Regions from separate parts of the Macaca mulatta genome. Here region 2 is linked to region 1. Evidence: chromatin contacts called from public Hi-C data. All regions are on one chromosome and are shown on one strand. Each heading gives the region's core, a stretch centred on a gene start, on an enhancer-like site or on the middle of the called end of the contact. The rest is flanking DNA. Distances are from core to core; before and after follow the strand shown.

Region 1 (3,259 bases), core at 207-2,706:
CCAGTTGGCTGTGTCTAGAGCTTAGTGTGTAAGCGAGTGACTGATTGGAAGTGAAGTCTGGAAGTTAGGCAGGAGCCAGACTCCGTGGCGTCTCAGGTCACATTAAGAAATGTGATTTTTATCCTAACTGCAGTGAAATTTTACACAGGATAGTAACACCATTTGATTAATTTTAAAAGATCACTCTCTTGGCTATATGCAGCATTGACTGTAGGATAAAAGATGACGCAGGAAGATACAATAGGAAACAATTACAATCCAGGTAGGAGATGGTGTTGGCCAGGACAAGGGTAATGGCAGTAGAATAAAATTTCGGGTAAGTTTTAAAAGTAGAATTGGTAAGACCTGTAAATGAACCGTATGTGAAAAGTGAAAGAAAAGGAATTTAAGTAGGCACTCTGGGATTTTGGTTTGAGTAACTAGTATGATGATCGTGTCCTTTAGTGAGACGTGTAAGACTGGAGGAGGGATACCTTTAGTAAGAAAAATCAAGATTTTCATCTTGAACTCTATGAGTGAAAGGGCTTTTTCTGCTTTTCTTTCTTCATTTAAAAGTTGCAAAGAATTTAGAGGTAAGAAAGCATTTAAATATTCAACTTTGTGAGTTCTTTATATTTTAAACTAAGTTGGGGAAGTTGAATTTTCATTTGTTTAACAAATATTAATTGAGCAGCTACTATATGTCAAGGTCTATGTGATGAGATACTAAGATTAGCTAAACAATCAAGATCTCTGTTCTCAGGATTTTTTTTTATGGAAGGGAGGAGACAGGATTGGTGGGTTTTTGGTTTTTGGGTTTTCTCCTTTTCGTTCTTATTAAAACTTAACACTTAAGTAGCCATCTTAGTAATTACATCTTGTGCTCCTGGCAGTTGGGCCCACCGTTCTAAACGCTGTCGTAAATATTGACATCTCCCCTCCCACTAAAACTAACGTTTTTTAAATAAAAAATTTTAGCAAACATTACGAATACAACCTTTGCTTTGAAGTGTTAATATTTTTGCAGGAATGTACCTTTGTAAAGATCGTGGTTGCCCCGTACATATTTGTTCTTTCTTCATATCCAATTAAATGAAAACACTAGTTTTTCCGAAGCCCAACTCTCTAGGTTTGTTGGTTCTAGCTCAGGAGAAAGGATGGAAGCAGGAGTCGTTGGATTTAAACAGTTTGGTGTAATCCTTTTCCACGCTCTCTCCCGCTAGCCGGGGACGTGGTGTCGGCTACCCGGGGCTTTCCGTCCACGCAGTACCGGAATGAAGGAGTCTGGGAGGGGGTCGGGGACGGAAAAGACGGAAGAGACATTAAGTAATTGGTTCTTGAAGGTATAAAATGATATTTAGGGTCTACTCTAAGGCACTGATTTCAAACGCCCGCCCCCTGGGCCGTTTCGGCCCCGCCCCTTAGTGCCGTTACGCCGACTTCCACTTCGGCCACTGCGGATTGGTCGTTGCTTCCGCCTCCGAAGCGCTTGGATTTTGCTTCCGGGTCGTAGGCGCTAGCCCTGGGCGCAGAGGTTTCTGGGAGCCCGGAGTCGTAATGGCGTCTGTATGATCTTCGGAGATTGCTGCATCGGACCTCGGCCAGTGTGAGCGGCAGGAGGATAGGTTATCTTCCTCATCCCGGTGGGACGGGAAAGGGCAGTTGGGGTCGGAGTCGGCGGCAGAGTGCAGAGTGCGGGCGGTGGAGGACCTAGAGCAGCGGGCTAGGGGCGAAACGGAGTGCCTGTCAGGCGCGTCCGGAGCTCTCGGGCCGCAGAGGAGATCGCAGCATAAAAGGCAGCGCGCCTACCGCGTAAAGCGAACCCCAGGTCCTCCTTTCACTACCCCTCGCACCCCTGCGGCGCTGGGCACGGGTTAAGGGGCAACGAGTTTCTGGTTATAGCCAAAGACTAGCTCACGAGAGGCCGGAGTGATAATTCCGTTAGTGTGTGGGAAGGGGCGGACTCCCAGCTCCAGATAACCCCGTTTCTTCTTTGTATACATGTCTCTTACTCTTTTTGAAAATTAGGAGAAAGCACTCCCCCCCCCCAAAAAAATCCTCCCAGTTCGCCCACCCTCCCCACACACTTGCTTTTCCGACACTAACAGGGTTTTAATGACTGCATCTGCTAGGCAGTATTCTTGTGACTGCTCCAAGCAGAAAGTAACTTAAGGAATGGGTCCCTGATTTTTGTCATCAGAATCCTCTGGGGCTGAGGTTCCTGTTTTGTTTTTGTTTTTGTTTTTTTTGAACAGTCCTTAAGTTATAACCCACAAACGATCTGATTTATAATATGATGCCTGTTGTAGGAGAAAATTGGCTCAACAAAAGGTTAAGAATTTTTTTCTATGTACCTGTCATTGAAGTTTAACACACTTTCCTTAGTAACTTTTTTCTCAGACACTTAGTAACTTTGTCAGTGATATTTTTTGTTTGTTTTTAGCTTTTGTTTCTACTAGCCTATTTGCTATTGTGTGAAGTTTAGATAAAATGCAAACCTTAGAGAGTCTGGTAGAGTAAGGTTGAGTTGGAAATTTTTAAAACTTAGTCATGGTGGTACTGTATTTTTCAAGGCTTTTGACATGTCAAGTGTCATAATTCTTATAGTAATCCTATGAGGAATATCTCCATTCCACGGATGACAGAAAGTTAAGCCAGGTGACTTGCTCAAGCCCATATAGTCAGAAGGAGAATAGGGATGCAAACTCAGATCTTCATGACAGAATTTTTTGTACTAAGACAAGCCTGAGAAGCCCTATTCGTTGTATGGCCTAAGCCTCATAATTTGTTTTCCTGAAAACTTTTGTTTAAGAAGATTAAGCAGGTTTAGGGGAATGAGTTTTAGAATTTATTTCACTAGTATGGATATTAATACTCTGTAAAATGAGTGTTTGTATTGTTGTAAATAACTTGATTATATTTTTCTTCAAAGCATAAAAGATGACAACAGCAGCCAGGCCAACCTTTGAACCTGCAAGAGGTGGAAGGGGAAAAGGAGAAGGTGATTTGAGCCAACTTTCAAAGCAGTATTCAAGCAGAGACCTACCCTCTCACACAAAGATAAAATACAGGTAGTAAGACTTTCTTTTTTTTCTTTCTTTTTTTTTTTTGTTGAGACAGAGTCTCGCTTTGTCGCCCAGACTGGAGTGCAGTGGCCGGATCTCAGCCCACTGCAAGCTCCACCTCCTGGGTTCACGCCATTCTCCTGCCTCAGCCTCCCGAGTAGCTGGGACTACAGACGCCGGCCACCTGCCCCGGCTAGGTTTTTGTATTTTTTAGT
Region 2 (3,125 bases), core at 560-3,059, 120 kb before region 1:
CATGTTGATATGATCAGAGTTACAATTTTTCAGAAAAGACGGGGGGAAAGGTGTGATTATCATCAGCTAGATGTGCTCACTGCATGCTCCATTATTTATCTGCAAGGCCTGGGTGACTGGAAGTGCAGTTGACAGGCATTTTAATAAACTGGACAGCCATTTGTTCTTCAGGACAAGGCGTGTTTTCCCCAGGAGCAATCAGAAGAAAACAGGAAGCAGCTCAGCACTCTGCACTGCAACAGGCCACCTTAATAGCTAACCAGCATCACTCAACTGCTACGCAGCCGGGCCTGGTGCACAAAAACACAAAAGAGATTAGACTTGTGTTTGCTAAAAACCCAGTCCTTTCACATGAAAAATCTTTATACGAATTTGGATCATACTACCTTTTAGACCTGGAGGTAAATAAAATTATCCATATTAATTTACACCACCTTTTGTAGGTTTTTAACTTTAAGGAATGAAGGCAATGTTGAAGCAATGTCCTGACAGCGTTAGGCTGTGTGTAATGGCTGCACACGTTTCCTTAAAAGTCAGGAGGCCACAAATTAGGTTACCAATCTGTTCATTTCAAACCAAAACAGTCGTCACTATAGAAATAAAAATAAATTTTTGCCTCAAATATACAAACCCAATAATGTAATCTTAGGTCGTTCACCTCCTAAGTTACAAGAAAATGTGAATAACAACAAAACGGCGCACAGAATGAATTTTGCCACCTGATGCAAAGCTTCAAACTGGTAAAAAGGTAGAAAAGTGTGACACAACCTTTTCAATAGGCAGCCCCTTCTTCCAGGGACGTTGCTTCCATGGACTGAGTATGTGATCCTTTTCCCCAAGTCCTCCATCATGTTGCTTCCTGATGCATCATTTTCTTAAGAGGACGTCTGTCCTTCCTCTTCGGGAGACTTGGGGGGCCTCTTGGATCGAGACCTGGACTTGGATTTCCTCTTGGATACCCGGGGAGGACTCCTGGTCATAGATGAAGACCTGGACCGTGAGCGAGACCTGGAGACCGAGGAGGACTTGGATCGTCGCGCAGAGCTCGATTTGGAGGTTGATGCAGAGCGAGAGCTAGTGGAGGACCCAGACTTCGAGTGAGACCGGCTGCTGTGATATCGGCTGTGGCGAGAGCGGCGGTAGCGAGAGTTACTGTAACCAGATGAGCTGTGGCGAGATCCGCTGTAGCGAGATTCCCTGTGGCGAGATCGGCTGTAGGGAGAGCGGCTGCAGTGCGCCCGGCTGTAAGGAGATCGGCTACAGGGAGACCGGCTATAGCGAGAACCCCTATAGCGAGATCGGCTGCGGGACCTGGAGCAGCTGGGACCCCGGGATCGGCTGCGGTGTCGCCGCCTGGGGCTGCGGCTCCGCCGTCCGTAGCTGCGGCTCCGCCGTCCATAGCCGCCGCCTCCGGACCTGCCGCGTGGCTCTCTCTGGCGGCTGCGGGGCAGGTCCCGGCGGCCATAGCGCGCCACCTGCACCCGCAGCTCGCGTCCGTCCAGCTCCGCCCCGTCCATGGCGGCCTCGGCGTCTTGAGCGTCGCGCCGGTCGTGAAAGCGGACGAAGGCGAAGCCGCGGGGGGCCTTGGTGTGGGGCTCCCGCGGGATGTACACGTCGCCCACGCGCCCGTACTTCTCGAACACTCGCCTCAGACTGTCGGGAGAGGTCCGGTAGGTCAGGTTGTCCACCTTGAGGGTGATCATGCCGTCCACGTCGGGAGGGGGGCGGCCGCAGCTCATGGCTCCCAGAGCAGGCCGGGCCCGGAAACTGGCGCTGCTCTGGGCGCTGACGGTGTGACCTGCGTTCCTTTCTCGCGGCTGCGCCCCGCGTGGGGACGCCGGGAAAGGCCGGGCGGAGAGGCTGGCGGCCGACCTCCGCAGGGAGCGCCCTGGAGCAGCAACTTCCAAATTCCCAGTTTCAGGCCGAATACTCCAGGAGGAAGGTTTCCTCTTAGTAGCTGAACTCCAAATGAAGCCAGGTCCCAAAGATCCTGGCTTTATACCTGGGCAACATCCTAACCAGCGCCCAGCTAGTGTAATCACTGGGCTGGGTTTAAATTAGACGTCCCACCCTCCCATGCCCCTCCCTATTATTCTAATTTTAAACCAATCTTAAGAACAAAGCTAACTGATTAAAGGTCAATTTATGGGAACAGGCAATCCAGACAAATATTAAACAAAAGAAACCTAGGGTAGCAATATTAATATCCAGTGTATTGATAGGATCAAAGAAGCACATTTTATAGTTATTGAAAAGAAAATTCACTAGGAAAACATGACAGTGATGAACTTAACGCACCTAAACACACAACAGTGACACATAGAAAGCCAAGACTGAGAGTTATAAGGTAAAACTGAAAAATCTGCACTCATGATGGGAGGTTTTTTCCCCCGTAACACCGTTTTCTCAGAAATCAATAGTGCAGAGAACAAAACTAGTAATGCTATAATAATTTGCACAACAAACAACAATTTTGATCATATAACCTGCAACAACCAAAAACATGTAGAAAACACAAGAATTTCCCAATACAAGACTACAAAATAAATGTCAATTAAAATTTCATAGGTCAATAAATTGAGTACATCTGGACCTCAGTGAAATAATATTGAAAGTTAAAAATAAAAAACCTGAATCCAATCATATTTATTTGAAAATTAATAACCACATTTCTAAAACTTTTTAATGTTGAAGTCAAGCAATTAGTAAAGCAAAACCAAAACAAAAGAATAAAACATTAAAATAAAAATAGAATTACAAATAAACAAAAGGGATGATATGTTTTTTAAAAAGAGGATTAATAAAATTTGAAATCTAACACTTTTAAAGAAAAAAAAAATTTAGCAATACTGATGAAGAAATACAGTTTCTAGATCTGGAAAGGAAATATACAGAAAGGGCCTAGAGCATCTTGGAGTGCTGGAAAATGATGTGATAAATAGAAAACAAACAAAAGCATTGATGGAGTAATTTTAATGTGGTACAAAAACCAATAAAACAGCTCCCAATGGCCACATATTGAACAATTTAAGGAACAAACTAAAATACTACTATATCATATTCCAAAATACAAAATATGAATCTGTGCTGCCGTAAATAAATGGTTAAATAAATTAACACATTGG

The links. A called contact is a pair of places that touch in the nucleus more often than the background predicts.
Region 2: a contact with region 1 is called in a Hi-C map of fetal cortex germinal zone, with 5 times the contacts expected there. The contact joins the promoter of SRSF8 here to the promoter of KDM4D in region 1. A contact is called at or near these places in 2 of 14 Hi-C or Micro-C datasets (fetal cortex germinal zone and liver).

Annotation. Positions count from the first base shown.
Region 1 is chr14:95,763,769-95,767,027 of T2T-MMU8v2.0, reverse strand. KDM4D (lysine demethylase 4D) reads right to left here and starts at 1,456. Exons shown (of 4, transcript XR_013404264.1): 1 at 1,015-1,456. CWC15 (CWC15 spliceosome associated protein homolog) reads left to right here and starts at 1,493. Exons shown (of 7, transcript NM_001266625.1): 1 at 1,493-1,585; 2 at 2,912-3,050. The coding sequence starts at 2,920.
Region 2 is chr14:95,885,233-95,888,357 of T2T-MMU8v2.0, reverse strand. SRSF8 (serine and arginine rich splicing factor 8) reads right to left here and starts at 1,809. Exons shown (of 1, transcript NM_001266335.1): 1 at 495-1,809. The coding sequence starts at 1,739. The coding sequence ends at 876.